Linked DNA regions of Mus musculus: regions 2, 3 and 4 are each linked to region 1. A link is a contact called in public HiChIP or PLAC-seq and promoter capture Hi-C data. All regions are on one chromosome and are shown on one strand. Each heading gives the region's core, a stretch centred on a gene start, on an enhancer-like site or on the middle of the called end of the contact. The rest is flanking DNA. Distances are from core to core; before and after follow the strand shown. Region 1 holds the start of Pot1a (protection of telomeres 1A). Region 2 holds the start of Cadps2 (Ca2+-dependent activator protein for secretion 2). Region 3 overlaps Wasl (WASP like actin nucleation promoting factor). Region 4 has its middle 26 kb from the start of Hyal6.

Region 1 (3,418 bases), core at 317-2,816:
TAATAAGATGAGTTTACAAATTTTGACAATAAAACCACAGTGCTTTTGGACTTAGTAAAAAACTTCTTGAGACTAAGTATCTCCTTTTGGCTTAGCAACACAGAGTATTCCTGTTTTAGTTAAGGAACATTTCCATGTAATCAGCTGGGGGTTTGGGAAGGATGGAAAGGCTGATGTTAAAGGTAAGAAAAGAAACATGTTTTTCCCTGGAGTATTGTTCATCCAATGAATATTTAGCTCCTAAAGCTAGCAGCCATTATATACAGTCTTGGCTGTAAAATAGAACCGTTATCCCTGCTCCTAGTAAACTTCAAATGTAGAAGAATGTGTTTAAATACTGAGAGAAAGTAATGAGGAGAACATGACCATGCACTAGGAGGATAGACGGGATTTGACTGTGGTGGAAGTGAATGTGGCACCAACTGGGTATAGGCTTTGTCTGAAGTCAGACACAGATCAGATGGGGGATTAATTCTGAAGCGAAAGCAACGCTTTGTGAAAAACACAAGTACAGCAGCTTATTTAACAGACCGGGAATTCGTAAAACAACAATTGTGCATTTCACTCAGAAAAAGGGTTGTTCTTCCTGGGAAAGGGGGACTTTGTTCACAAGCCACTTGAAATAAGCTTCAAAGTATGCTTATGTTTGTTCCTCCCACTCCCGAAGAATGTTAACCCGTTATTATAATGAAGCTATCACCAGCAATAACGGTTCTCTTGACCAGTATGTCACCAGTTTGGTTGATGGTTCTTGTTAATTTCTCTGATTCCCTGCTTGCTTATTGCCAAAGTTGCTGCCTCCAGGACCTCAGCTGGAGTTAGAAGAATCTTCCGGTTCCCTGCTCTCAACCAAAGTGCACAGGATCCAAAATCCATACAGTGGCTAAACTTAGCGGATAAATAGTATTTCACAACTGTGTGAAGTGACTAACAGTATGGATCTGGGCCTTATTATACTCCTCTAATGGGCAGTCCTTGAATTCCACTTTAGTTGTTATTCCTGGTTCACTTATATTTTATGAACACGGGGAGTGGGGAAAGAGAAGAAAGCTTTAGAAAATAATGGCAAGGTTCTTCAGTTTACCTGAAAATACCCCAGATGTCACCAAAGTGCTATAAAACAAATAACATCATCACCATCATGTATTTATAGCCTTGGAAAAGTCGTATTTGAATGTTTAACTTAGAATAAAAGCTTTAGCGTCAGGGGCTTCCAGTCGACAGAATGGAATCTGGAACCAGCCTGGTTTAGAATAGAGTTCTCACTTGCTACAGGATTTAAGACTCTTATTTTGGATTGTGTGGCTAGCCTTTAATGGCTGATCCTAAACTGGTCCGGCTCGCCCTGCAGGCTGGGGATTGTCTCCTTTGGGCAACCGGAAATCCGCGTGAGCCAAGGAGCGGAGGGGCAAGCAGCCTTGGTGGCTGAGACACAGCTTGCTGTGGCTCCGCCCTCTTCTTCCTCTTCTTGTTTACCCGGGAGTTCCCGGCCAGCCACACTGCAATTCTAGCGGAGTACGCATGCGTGAACTAAGCTGCTCGCGCCCGCGCGCGTGCATGACGTCACAGGCGCCTAGGTCCAGACTTTAGTTGTCCGCGGGTTTTGCTGGTGAGTGAATTTGGGGAGGTTTGGGTTTCGCTGCGGGCCGACCCTGGGTAAATATAACGAGGACTCTTCACTGCAAAATTTGGTGCAGATTTGCAGAAATGCTGTTACACGTACTGTTAGTGTTGACCGATCCCTATCGGGAAGAGACGTGAACAGATCCAAGTCCTCCCTCATGCTGCTGAGTGTTTTGGGGACGGTTGGTCTCTATTCGTTAAGCAGCGATGCTATTGAGTAGCCCAGGCAAGGAGTTTGAGAAGTTTCAACCTAGAGTTCACAGATTAACATCAATTGCAAGTTTCTCTTAGGATATTTACGAGTTTGAGGGAGGAGGCAACCAATGCCAGTTTTGAAATCAGGAAGCTTTTTGGTACAGTGTGCGTACACAATATTTTCATTGACAAAGGGGTTAAAGAATAAAACCCGTGCTTATCTCCCGCCCCCACGTCCAACATTTTAAGATACCAAGGTGAAGTTGGTGAAATTGTAACATCTAAAATCTTAGAAGTTTTTTAAATACAAAAGCTAAGTGGAAATCCAGCTAAGAAGGTTGTTAACTCAGAAAACATTTTCCTCCGAGAAGGAATACCCATACTTTATATTTCGTATCTTTGTAAGAGATTGGTTTTTATTTTTACAGTTACAACTGAGACTGAATATATCAGTTTACAGTTTTCCAGCAGTCACATAACGAGCATATTATTTTATGATACAATGGAAAACGTTTCTAAGGTCCAAGATAAATATATCTGACCATTATTAATTCCAATTAGTAATGTGTAGCAGTATGATATGTGAACATGAGATAGCTTTTTGGTTTCATATGTTAGATTAAGAAATTAAAACTGAGACTTTCAGTGTGACACAGTGTATTTAACCTTTTTGACAGTCGTGTATGCTGAAGAATTTGGATGCTGTTGTAAAACTGTTAATTTCATACTAGATGTTAGCAGGAGAAAGACATATAGAGGAACCTCCTCTGCCTCCTGTACAAAGAATATATAGGATATAGAAAGCTTAAAGGGAGAAAATCCAATTAGGTAAGGACAGCAATGAATGTAAGAGTTGATAAAGATTTGAATTAGTGATAGAAAGGTTAGGAAAAAATAGTCATTTAATGCTAAGTGAACAGTACAATTTAGTATTTTTTTTCTGTTGTATGGCATTTTGGTGTTGTGTGTATGTTAGTTTGTTTAATTATCACAAAGACTTGTGACATTGATGCTTTATAGCTTACCTATATAGACAAAGGTGCTGTATTTCAGAAAGGTTAAGTAATTTTCCTGAGATCAGATAGCTAATAGATGGCAGAGATGGTATTTGAATTTAGACAGCCTGTTTCAGACATGATGAGATAAAATGCAGAACAATTAGAATAGAGGGTCAGTGAGTTCAGGAAACTTAACTGTTTTAAATTCTCAACTATGCTGGGCAAGAGGAGAGGAGACACAGTCTTGTGCCCAGAGTTCAGGTTTGGATATTGGAGAGAGCTGTCTCGGGCTATCTCAATCTGTCCCTAAGTATAGATTTTGACTTACTTCTGTGTTCCAAAAAGAAGTTGAATGCTTTTTGTTTTGTTTGTTTGTTTGGTTGGTTTGGTTGGTTTGGTTGGTTGTTGTTCTCTTTGCCAGCCACAGTGGGTTTCCACCAAACTCAGAGGCTTGTCACTCAACTCCTCTATTGTTAGGCCATTGCTCTGATGAAAAATAAGGGGGAAAGAGTCACCCAAGGCACCTGCCTTTCTGCTGTGCTATTGTCTTCCCCTTGGTCTTGACTTTCTCAGGTCTGTGAAGAGCTTGTGAATGACTGATT
Region 2 (3,418 bases), core at 254-2,753, 2.0 Mb after region 1:
ACAGAGAAACCCTGTCTCGAAAATCTCCCTCCTCCAAAAATAAAATATAAAAAAAAATAGTGTCGTTAATAATGTCACCTATCTGCCTTAGGAGGTTACTTTGATAATCACTTTGGATAAATACTCTCACAGAGTTTTGCAAAAAGTCTTCAAATACATCAATTTTAATATATGTACACACACACACACACACACACACACACACACACACACATATATATATATTTTTTCCTTACCATTGACCATCAGCTAGTAGGCATGAAACATTTTTTATTACTAAGGGACCAAAATCAAGGATTAACTAATGGAGAAGGCTCCCTAGGAGTAAATGCCCTCTTTTTTCTCCATTGAGGGACAGCATCAGTAGATGCAGAAGGAAAGTGTTTTTGTGTATCTAACCACCAAATGGCCTGGAAAAGTTTAAACTGCGGCTTGGCCCTGGGACAGAGAAGCTCAGGGCTGGTGGGTGCTTAATTTGTCCTGTTAATTCCCTGGAGATCTGCATCCTCCTTGCTGGAATGCCACCGCACACTGTTCCATGTGTTGAATGCCTGTTTTGTGCATTTCCCCTTCTGTCTGAGCTCAGGACAGAAGTTACAGAATGGCAAAAGAAACTGCGAGGCAGTTCTAGCATCGAGAAAATCGGCGCAGATAATTCAGCCTTCAGGTGCCGCTATGAGACGCCCACTTGAGGCCAGGAAAGAGAGCGACTTTGTGTTGTGTGCCCTCGCTTGTGCCTCTGTCATAAGCTAACAATGCTGGACACCGGCCTTCTCTCGGGTGTTTGTTGAATGTCTGTCCACCCAAAACAACCTGTTTTGTTTGAGTCAGTTCTATCTCAACATAGGAAACAACTGAGCTGTGTTTGTCAGAGTTTCATTTTTCAAACGTAAAATCTAATTTGCTCGCGGGTTTGCCGGAAACAACAGGAATACCTACCAGTTTAAAAGACCCCACCCCACCCCGGACCGGACCGGCCGCTGCGCCAACTTTTCTTTTAATGCCCGTGCTGTGACGATTACAATTTGGACTTCTTGGAGAGTGTCCCACTGCAACGAAGGGAGAGAGACTTTTTTCAAGTCTCCTAGAAAGAATAATACTTCGAGGGGAAGGCAGCCGGTCCCACTTTTCAGCACTCAGGTTTCACAAATCAGGTCCCAGCACTGTCCGGAGCTCTCTCTTGGAGACTGTGTTTGTTCCCCGTCCCTATCCCGCCGCCACCCCTACAGAAAGCCTGCAGGACTACTGGGTGCATGGTGGCCCGGGGTCGTCTGTGCTCGTCTGGGCTCGGCATCACCCGCCCTCTGCAAACTGCGCGCTCCGGGGCGCCCGGCACACCCGCCGCCCGGTCCAGGCGGTGGCGGGCGCGGCGGCGCGCGCACGCGCACTTCGCGTCCCCGCGTCCGCTCCTCGACATTCCGTTCCACGTGTTGCTCGGGAGGCGCCACAGGTTCCTCACCTGCGCGGGCGGCGGGGGTCGGCGGCGGGGCTGGGCGCGCGCGCGGGCTGGACGCCCGAGGCTGGGCGCGCGGTCCCCGGGCGCCCCGAGCGCCCCCGCGCTAACTCCGCCTCTCGCCTCCCGCCGCTCCGCTCGCCCGCCCCGCGTCCTGGCCGCGGCAAACACTCGGGCGCCGAACTCGACGTGTCCGGAAAGCCCGGGCCACTTTCCCTTTCGTTCTGCGGCCGCGGCGCACCGACCTAGGTTCCCGCGGACCCGCGGGGACAGCTGCGCTCGGCGAGAAGCCCCAGGGATCGCGGGCCAAGCCCAGGCGTCCCAGCCAGCACCATGCTCGACCCGTCTTCCAGCGAGGAGGAGTCGGACGAGGGGCTGGAGGAGGAGAGCCGCGAGGTGTTGGTGGCGCCGGGCGTCTCCCAGCGAGCGCCGCCGGCCGCGGCTCGGGAAGGGCGGCGGGACGCGCCGGGACGCTCCGGTGGTGGCAGCGGCGGCGGAGCGGCCAGACCCGTGAGCCCGAGCCCCTCGGTACTCAGCGAGGGGCGAAATGAGCCCGAGCTGCAGCTGGACGAGGAGCAGGAGCGGCGCATCCGCCTGCAGCTCTACGTCTTCGTGGTGAGGTGCATCGCGTACCCATTCAACGCCAAGCAGCCCACCGACATGGCCCGGAGGCAGCAGAAGGTGAGTGGCGGCGGGACTGGGAGCCTCCCGCGGCCACTTACCCCTCTCATCCTCCCGCCCCCGGGGGCTTTCTCCTGGGAGAGTTCAGGGCACCTGCTGCCGTCCTTCTGCGAAGGGCTGGACACTATTTTAGTAGGTCTTTGAGGGGTGTCTGGGACAGGTTGGAGTGCTTAGGTCTTTAACCCCAGCCGGAGCTAACCAGAGCTGGCCTGAACTGGCAGGAGCTGGCAGCTGCACCTCACCATCCCCAAGACATGGACTGATCAGCTGATCCCACCTTGCAGGTCCTGCAGTAATTAAACCTGGGCAGATTAGGTTGGGACAGGGTTAGAATACAACTCGCAACAACTTTAATTTGGGCTGCTGTGGGGTGTATGAGCTGGGCTTTGCCCTTAAGACAGACTGAGTGTGTAGCTAGATGAAGCAGGTGGAACACGGATACTTTCCCATAACAGAGAAATCTCCACTAGGGCAAGGGACTAGACATTTTCTTGGTGAATTAAAAGCAAAGTTATATTGCTAAGTTTTCTGTGTGGCTAAACAATCAGGGCATGACATGCAAACAGCGAGGAAGCTATGCATCCAGAGAGGCTATGAGTAATTCTAGGCCATGGCAGGCTTAATGAAGTCCACTGTTAATGACAGGTGAAGGACTAGCTAATGCTTTGCTTATGGCTCCTTCCCTAAAGATTTACAGAAGTTCTGTCAGATAAAATGTCTCCCTTAGTTGTTTTAAAACGGGACCCCAGAAATCTGATATTCTGTACCATACACAAAAGGAACAACTTCAATCACCTTAATTGGGTAAATGTGTAGAATAGAAACCCTTAATAGTCAGGGAAACCCTTTAGTGGAATAAATACTGAGCCTGAAATGCTCTGAAGAAATCTGTAACAGTCCCTTCCGCTTGTGGCGCGGGTGGGGATTGCCCAGAGCATACCTACATATACAGTCCTTCATCACTGTCCTGAAATAGTAACTCCTGCATGTGAGACCTTTCTTTTAGAAATTTGGCAACCTTTTGAATTGACTTTTAAAATAAAACTGTAGACCAGAGGAAGCAGTTTCCCATCATGCATCCTACCAAAACCGTCCTATTCACGTTTGTTCGTTCAATATTTCATCTTTTTTTTAAAGTCCGACATGTAAAAAAGCTGTGCGTAGCTACTGAATGCAACATCTTGAGTTTAGGGAGAGGTGGACAACTGTGAGTTTGCCTGAGGTGAACGATACTGTATAAAAATTTCCAAGAGGATAGCTCTTAAGTGTTCTTCCCAACTTCAC
Region 3 (3,418 bases), core at 447-2,946, 1.2 Mb after region 1:
AGATCTCATGGGATCCAAAATAAAGCAGCAGTGAATCTTGAGCAGCAGTAGGGTCAGTGGATCAGCTCTTGGTCAGCTTCCCTACGTTGCTTGTCATAACCCATTGCTGCTCGAATCAAGAAGTTACTGGGAGCTGATCTGAGTTGAAAGAAAGAAAAGAAGGGAAGAAAGCAAGCCCTTATAAGCCTGAATATGCTGCTTAGTCAGGGCCATTAAAGGTTGTCTTATGTGGTTATTTGCTATCAGATTAGCATTGCTTTTCTATGTCCTTCCTCTTTGATCGTTTATGTGGAAGTCCAACAAGTTAAACATGGTTGTACATATATGTAGGTACCTGTCTGTGGCTATATTTAAGGGCTTGGCTAATAGAGAGTTATAAAGCAGAATGACAAACAGAATTCGAATCCAAAGTCAGTTACTTTTACTTTTACCTGTTCTGGTTAGGCCTTTACCTCTGGGAGACAAAGCTTGCTTATAACTGTAGCTTCTGTGGCAACATAGCATGGTATTAAGCAATCCTTACTTTTAATTTCAAAGCATGAGGCTCAAATGCTAATTTTTCCTAGATTGCAGTTTGTCAGAAAGATGATCTTTTGCAAGACTAATACCATGCTGTGACTTGAACAGGTCATTTAAGTTTTAAAAATCCAAACATATACCTGATTTTAAAGCAAAAATAGCTATGTAAAAATTAACAAGTTTCTTATCTACTTGTCTGCATTTCCCAGCTGTTCCTCTCCTCTTTAAACACAAAAGGACTAGGAAGGTGGCCCTGGGAACTAGTTTCACCTTCATGCTTGCTTAGGGCAAATGCATAGAACTTTGTTTCATCCTCTGCACATTTGTTATATACTCTTGCCTTTTCATTTCACATCTTGTTTGGTTCACATAACCTTCATTATTACTTAAGAAGAATCTTTCCTTCCTTCCTTTCTTTAAAGCCACGTATAATACCCTGTTGTACAGTTAAACTGGTTTATTTAATGGAATAAGCAAATATTTTTCTTAGTTATAGTGAAATTTTTAGTTGCATATAATTTGGATAATTTTCAGGTTGAAAGATTTAAATTAGTGTAGAATTTTTCAATCCTTAATGATTTTGCTAAAAGTATTTCTTTCTTTAACATGAGTTACCCTTTATTTATCCTTCCTTAAGTAGACCAAATACTTCATTGAACTGATTTTAACACCTACATGATAAGACTACATTGTATATGTAAACACTTGGATACTTTACATTTTATGCACTATTTACTTAGCCCAATGTCCTTTTTTATTGTAGGACACAAACTGTTATTCTGGTGTTTCCTAGATTTTTTTTTTAACCATGATAACTTGCCTCTTAGGATTCTTATAGGCTAGTTACAACCCCTTCCCCCTTTAAAAAAAATACTGTATATTATTTTGCTTCTGTAACACATTTCTCATCCCTCAGAAGCTTCTAACTGCGGTGTTTTGTAAAATGAATTCGTTTGTTTGGGAGCATGTAGTAGCTTTTTGTCGCGTCTATTTCTTGGTATTTCCTATCCACTAAAGAAGAGTTAGCTTAACTCCAACCCTGATCCTTTATAAGAAACCAGTCCCCTGGAAAAGAAGACTCACTAGCTCCCATTTTCTCTCCTTCCCTCCCTCCTTACTAAAAGAGGTTTAGTCAGCACATTGCAATTACTCAACAGTAGGGGCATAAGCATAGAGGAATTGCCTCTGAGAGAGGGTGGATTATGGGGACTTTTACTTAAGAACTATTGTCTTTTGACTAGGACAGCCCACCATGCAACTCCTGAACACAGACTCTGCCATGGAAAGGAGAGCAGTCTTGATAGGTGGGCATTTGTTTGGGGGCAGAGGCTGCACTCAGTTCTATCATTCAGGTACTCAGAGTTGGTGGCAAAGCAGCATGGAAAAACTCGTACTGTAGAAACTTCCTGGTAGGGCTTGTTCTGTTTTGTTGAGTTACGGCTTTCGTTCTACGTTCCTCCAACAGAGAAAATAGTTCAATTTGGGGAAGTTGATTGGAGGCATTTTCCTCATTAGAACTGAGCAGGAGCAACACAGGGAGGACCACCCCTACCTATCATTTGTTAACTCTGGCAAGGCCTCTGTGGGGAACCATAAAAAGAGAACTATACTTTAGTAGAATGCCTTCTTAGCTAGCCCAGAAAGCTAAAAGTATCTGGGAAGTCCCATGGTAGGGCTTAATAGCCTTGTCAAAGCATCATATTGAGATGGAACTGTTGAACCCAGTGTGATGTCAGTGCTGGGCAAATCATTGAGTGAACAAGATCAGTCTCAGGAGGACTGCCCAGAAGAAAAAGTACAGTGTTCCAGCCTGTGTGTCAGCGTCCTAGAAACCTTCCTGGAAGTGGTAGAAGATTAAGAGGAAAGACACAAGAAACTGAAGCTGAGATCTGGTGGGCCATGCATTTAGATAGAGATGTATCAACCTCTTAGATATTCAGTACATTTACGTGAATGAGGAAGCAGTTAGATAATCTTAGAGGGGTTCTCTGTATGGGAATAGCCTGGGGGGGGGGGCATGATCCTGCTGTCAGTAGGACCAAGAATGTGGTTTCATCACACACTTGATTTTAGCTAAAAGTCAACAGTTGGTCAGCATCTATATTAGGACCAGGGAAGGCCTTGCCATTCCCCTAAGCCAGACCCAGTCTTTATCATTCCCATCTGAAGTATTGATGTCCCTGACATGACAGTGTTCATGTCATGGATGCTCATTCTGGGGTAAACTTAGTCCCCACACTATAGGGTGTTGTTATCCTAGTTAGTTTTGTCAATATGTCATAGCCTAGAATTATGGGATTGGCCTGTGAACATGTCTGCAGGGGAATTTGTTTTTTTGTTTGTTTGTTTTTTCTTTTATAATTGATGTCTGAGGACCCAGTCTACCGTGGATAGTGTCATCTCTGGCCAGTGGTCTTGGGCTATATAAGAAAGCTAGCATGGACCTGTGACCAAGCAAACAGTATTCCTCCATGGTTTCTGCTCACAGTCTTGCTGGAGATTTTTGACTTCTCAGTGATGTGGACTGTGTCCATGTGAAAGCCAAACAAAATCCCATTTCTGCCATTCAGATTTCACCAGAGAATTGCCTTGGCCAGAGATCTGGGCTAGTGATTTTATTAGCAAATTTTCTGTTGCTGTGATAAAACATGACCAGAAGCAACTTAAAGGAGAAATGGTTTATTTCGTCTTTTGCTTCCAGAGGGATAAGAGCCTGCCATGGCGGGAAGACATGGTAGAGAGCAACAAGCATGGTGGTTGGAACAGGAAGCTGAGAGCGCACAGCCTTAACTACTACCTGTATGAAGCAGAGCTCAAACTAACCATCCACACCTTCCTGAACAGTGCCACCAAACTAGGGGCCTTAAGTAGTGAAGTACCTAAGCTGGGAGGAAGGGGA
Region 4 (3,418 bases), core at 395-2,894, 1.1 Mb after region 1:
GACTTTCCCTACCCCAGTGTATGGTTCCACACCCATATGCCTATGGGCAGCAGGAATTGGACTCAATGAATTATTTTTTAAAAGGGGGTGTGGGATATTAAGTTGGAAGAAAGAAATATTGGCATAGGCAGGAGAAGTTAAGATGGAGAAAAGGAATATGGATGGATATTATCAAGCTACATTGTACACATGTGTGGAAACGTCAAATAATAAGTTAAAATTCATTCAAAAAAGGTTTAAATGAGACCTGTCCCTGTTAAGGAGTATTGCAGGACAGAATTTCAGATCCTGGGATTAGGACTATTATGTAACTGCTTGTATACAAGAAAGCTTAGAAAAGGTAGGTGATTCTTGCAAGGATGGCTTTGTTTTGTCTTTTTATTTCTGTGCAAGCACTTGACTCTTTTGGAAACAAGGGACTGAAAGTTTTTGCTTTCTGGAGGATAACAGTCGGAGGCTGCACATACTGGCAACGTTTTCAGTTTAATCTACTGCACAGCACTTTGGTAGGTCAGCATTCTGTACTTCATGGCCCCACACTTTCATTCAGCTCAGAGGTCAAGAACCTACAAAGACCAAGGGGAGGCAGAGGTATGTTTGGGAAAGAGAAGTTGGACTCCTTGTTGCCTCAGTGAGATACTTTGCCCCACATTCTCTTGCAATCTTCAGATCATTATGATATAAGTATCATCGTTCCCATTTTAAAGATGGGGAAGCTAAGACTAAGGAGTTTATCCAGCTCAAGGTAGGTTAGCCATCAAATGCTAAATAAGTAGAAAATTGAATGCCAATCTTCTGAATTACAATTTACATATTGCCTACAATCCCATAAAATAGGCACTGTGGCTGTCTAATCCCAGTGAGAGGTTGTTTTGTTTTGTGCACTCTAAAAAAAAAACCAACACATTTAATATGTAATAGATGCTCACGCCACAACTGTTTAAGCGAATGATAGACTGAGAGTAAAGCACCCACTGGTTTGGACTAAGGAGAAGAACGCTTCCTTTCCTGAACTCAGGGAGTCGGGCATAATTAACAGCCTGCTAGTCGCCAGATTGGAGGATGTCACAGCTCGGGAGCTGCTGACTCCATTCTAAAGTATTTACAGCACTAAAGAATGATGGCCACATAACCCTGCCTTGCCACTGCGAGAGTTTCCTGGAAACATGGTCCTTATGTCCCATGGAGTTGGCAGCCACAGTGAAAACTGGCAAGAACAAATCAAGGCTCATTACAGAGTTAAGGTAAGTATATTCATTTGTAGCAAAATACACTCAACAAAAGCTCTTTAAAAGAATCCTCACTAAAGAAGTTTCTGGAACTCTGTGGTTTGTTTGTTTTTTTCCTTGACACAAAGTAACTCCACAGTAATCAGTTTTGAATGCTGACAGTCTTGTTTTCTTGTTGGTTTCCTATTTCCGACTGGTCTCTTTCCCTTCTTTAGCAAAATAGAAATATTCCAAAATAATCCTTTCCAGGGACTCTGTCAGCAGCTGTGAAACCTCGAAACTTCTGTTTTCCCCTGACCAGCCCTGTAGTGAGGTCACACTGAGGCCTGTGGCACATGTTCTAGTTGAGCCAAGTGAGTGGTGTCCCTGCTAGTGAAAAATGTAAGGTTCTATATGAGCCTCACAGCAAGGTATATAAGCCTAATTGTGATGTCACTGCTAGCTAAAATGTCTGCACTGGGGCCCTGGCTACCTTGTAGTTTGGACTAGGGCGTCTGACAACTTATTGTCATAAATAGCCTGAAATGAAAGCATTTTCTAAAGATAAACTTCAAAGAACTAAAACTACAGTAAAATTTCTTATTCTACTGATGAAAAGTAAATGATATTCAAAGGCCAGAACTGAATTTTTATTTAGAGAAATATCATGTTGCTATAATGTAAATGCACGAGCGTATACACACACACACACACACACACACACACTCCACAGAGTGGCCAAGTTTGTACTTGAGGAAGTTCTTGCTAAAATAGTTTATGAGACTCCTACTCCTTTTATTGAAAGGGTGTGTCCAAGGGCTGTTGCTCATGGTGGTGAGTCACTATTTCTCGGGTGCAGGGTTAGCACACCTAAGGAAGTTTCTCTTCAAGCTGTTAAAGGTTTTGCTGCCCTTTGTGTTATATCACGATGGACTGACTGCCTGCTATCTTATAGTCAGAGTAGTTAAAACCAGAGGTCAGATTTTAGTCTCCTTTTGTTTCTCTGTCTCCTTAACCTGCCCCCAGCAGCTCACGGCTTATCCACACTTATCTTAGGTTGCTGCTCTATACAGTTCTCTTCGTGAAGACACAAACACCTCAGTTAGCTGACATTTTAATTTTCTACAAGGCTTTTGTCACCTAGCATTCCCCTGAGAAAAAAATATTTCACAATGATCCTGGAGCTAGTAGAATAATCCCATCTCTGTGCCTTGGCATTGAATTTTAGCAGATGCAATGTTATTTTTGTTCGTTGGTTTTATTCTGTTTCTCACGATTGACTTTACCTAACCACAAAGGCCATGATGTGCAGACTCAGGAGACGGGGTCTCTGCCTCCTCTTCTCCTTCTTAGCCTCAAAGGCTTCTGTTATGGTATGCAATAGTATTCTTGCCAAAGGCCATGTATTTAAAGCTAGATTAGAATCAAAGTGATGAGATGGTGAGAGTGCTAGATACATCAATGAATCATCCATGAATTTCATTGGTGGATTCATAGCTGAATGGGCTACAATGAGGAGGTAGAGCTCAGAGGAAGAAGTAGATCACTGAGACATTCCTTTAAGGAATATAAATTGTCCCAAGCCACCCCCCCCCCACGCCTTATCCACCATTAGCTAACCCAGCTCTGCTCCATCAAGTGTCCCCACTATGGTTCTCTTTTACCTCATTTCCCAAATCAGTGGATCTCAGTGACTATGGCCCGAAACCATATGAACTGTGAGGCAAGCTTTCTTCCCCTTAAGCTTGTTTAATCCCAAATACTTAGTAGTCACAGTAATTCAGACTCAGGGACTGACACAGGCTCCTCACCATGTGGCTGGATTTTAGATGCTTGGAGTGTCCACCTGGTTAGCCAGGAACTTCAGCCTCCTTATATACCTTCAGCCTGTGGCTGTGTTCCATAAAACGCTCCAGTTGTCTTGTTTGTGAAGTCATTTCCCTTCAGGCACAGGTACTGGTAAGTCATAGCCCTTCAGTATCCTCTGATTAGCCTACCGAGAGCCACATCTTCCTTCCAGGCATGTTATCCTTGCTTATCTAAGCCTGCATGCCTGTCCTTAGTGGAACCCAGAAATAGACCGCCAGAGGCTTGTACAGGTTTGGCCCATCCCTGATGAGATTCCAAATTGGCTGCTGATAGAACTTGAAGCTGGTGATTTCGTCAGTCTCACTGCAATTCAAACAGAATCTTTCTTTTACACCACCCAG

What was found. Promoter capture Hi-C pulls out the DNA fragments that hold promoters and counts their contacts. HiChIP or PLAC-seq counts read pairs in DNA pulled down with a chosen protein or histone mark.
Region 2: a promoter capture Hi-C map of liver shows a contact between it and region 1, with 4 times the contacts expected there. The contact joins the promoter of Cadps2 here to the promoter of Pot1a in region 1. A contact is called at or near these places in 2 of 39 promoter capture datasets (hippocampal neurons and liver) and 1 of 115 datasets of contacts at active chromatin or transcription factors (astrocytes).
Region 3: a promoter capture Hi-C map of the HPC-7 cell line shows a contact between it and region 1. The contact joins the enhancer-like site here to the promoter of Pot1a in region 1. A contact is called at or near these places in 11 of 39 promoter capture datasets (the 3T3-L1 cell line, 3T3-L1-derived adipocytes, the HPC-7 cell line and 6 more), 5 of 115 datasets of contacts at active chromatin or transcription factors (double positive thymocytes, embryonic stem cells, large pre-B cells and 2 more) and 2 of 9 other capture datasets (adipose tissue and liver).
Region 4: a FOXA1 HiChIP or PLAC-seq map of pancreatic cancer cells shows a contact between it and region 1. The contact joins the enhancer-like site here to the promoter of Pot1a in region 1. A contact is called at or near these places in 3 of 39 promoter capture datasets (cranial neural crest and hippocampal neurons) and 4 of 115 datasets of contacts at active chromatin or transcription factors (embryonic stem cells, large pre-B cells and pancreatic cancer cells).

Annotation. Positions count from the first base shown.
Region 1 is chr6:25,807,366-25,810,783 of GRCm38.p6, reverse strand. Pot1a (protection of telomeres 1A) reads left to right here and starts at 1,566. Exons shown (of 18, transcript NM_133931.5): 1 at 1,566-1,609.
Region 2 is chr6:23,837,506-23,840,923 of GRCm38.p6, reverse strand. It overlaps Cadps2 (Ca2+-dependent activator protein for secretion 2), which reads left to right and starts at 1,503. Exons shown (of 30, transcript NM_153163.4): 1 at 1,503-2,134. The coding sequence starts at 1,787.
Region 3 is chr6:24,644,124-24,647,541 of GRCm38.p6, reverse strand. All of the region lies in intron 1 of Wasl (WASP like actin nucleation promoting factor), which reads left to right. Among named protein-coding and RNA genes, the nearest start is that of Wasl, 19 kb to the left of the region's middle. Within about 2 kb of position 1,696, at least 49 of the 459 cell types and tissues checked have an H3K27ac peak or open chromatin away from gene starts, as enhancers often do. A contact at or near this core is called in the HPC-7 cell line and adipose tissue, where this site is marked.
Region 4 is chr6:24,705,932-24,709,349 of GRCm38.p6, reverse strand. No RefSeq gene overlaps it. Among named protein-coding and RNA genes, the nearest start is that of Hyal6, 26 kb to the left of the region's middle. Within about 2 kb of position 1,644, at least 36 of the 459 cell types and tissues checked have an H3K27ac peak or open chromatin away from gene starts, as enhancers often do. A contact at or near this core is called in pancreatic cancer cells, where this site is marked.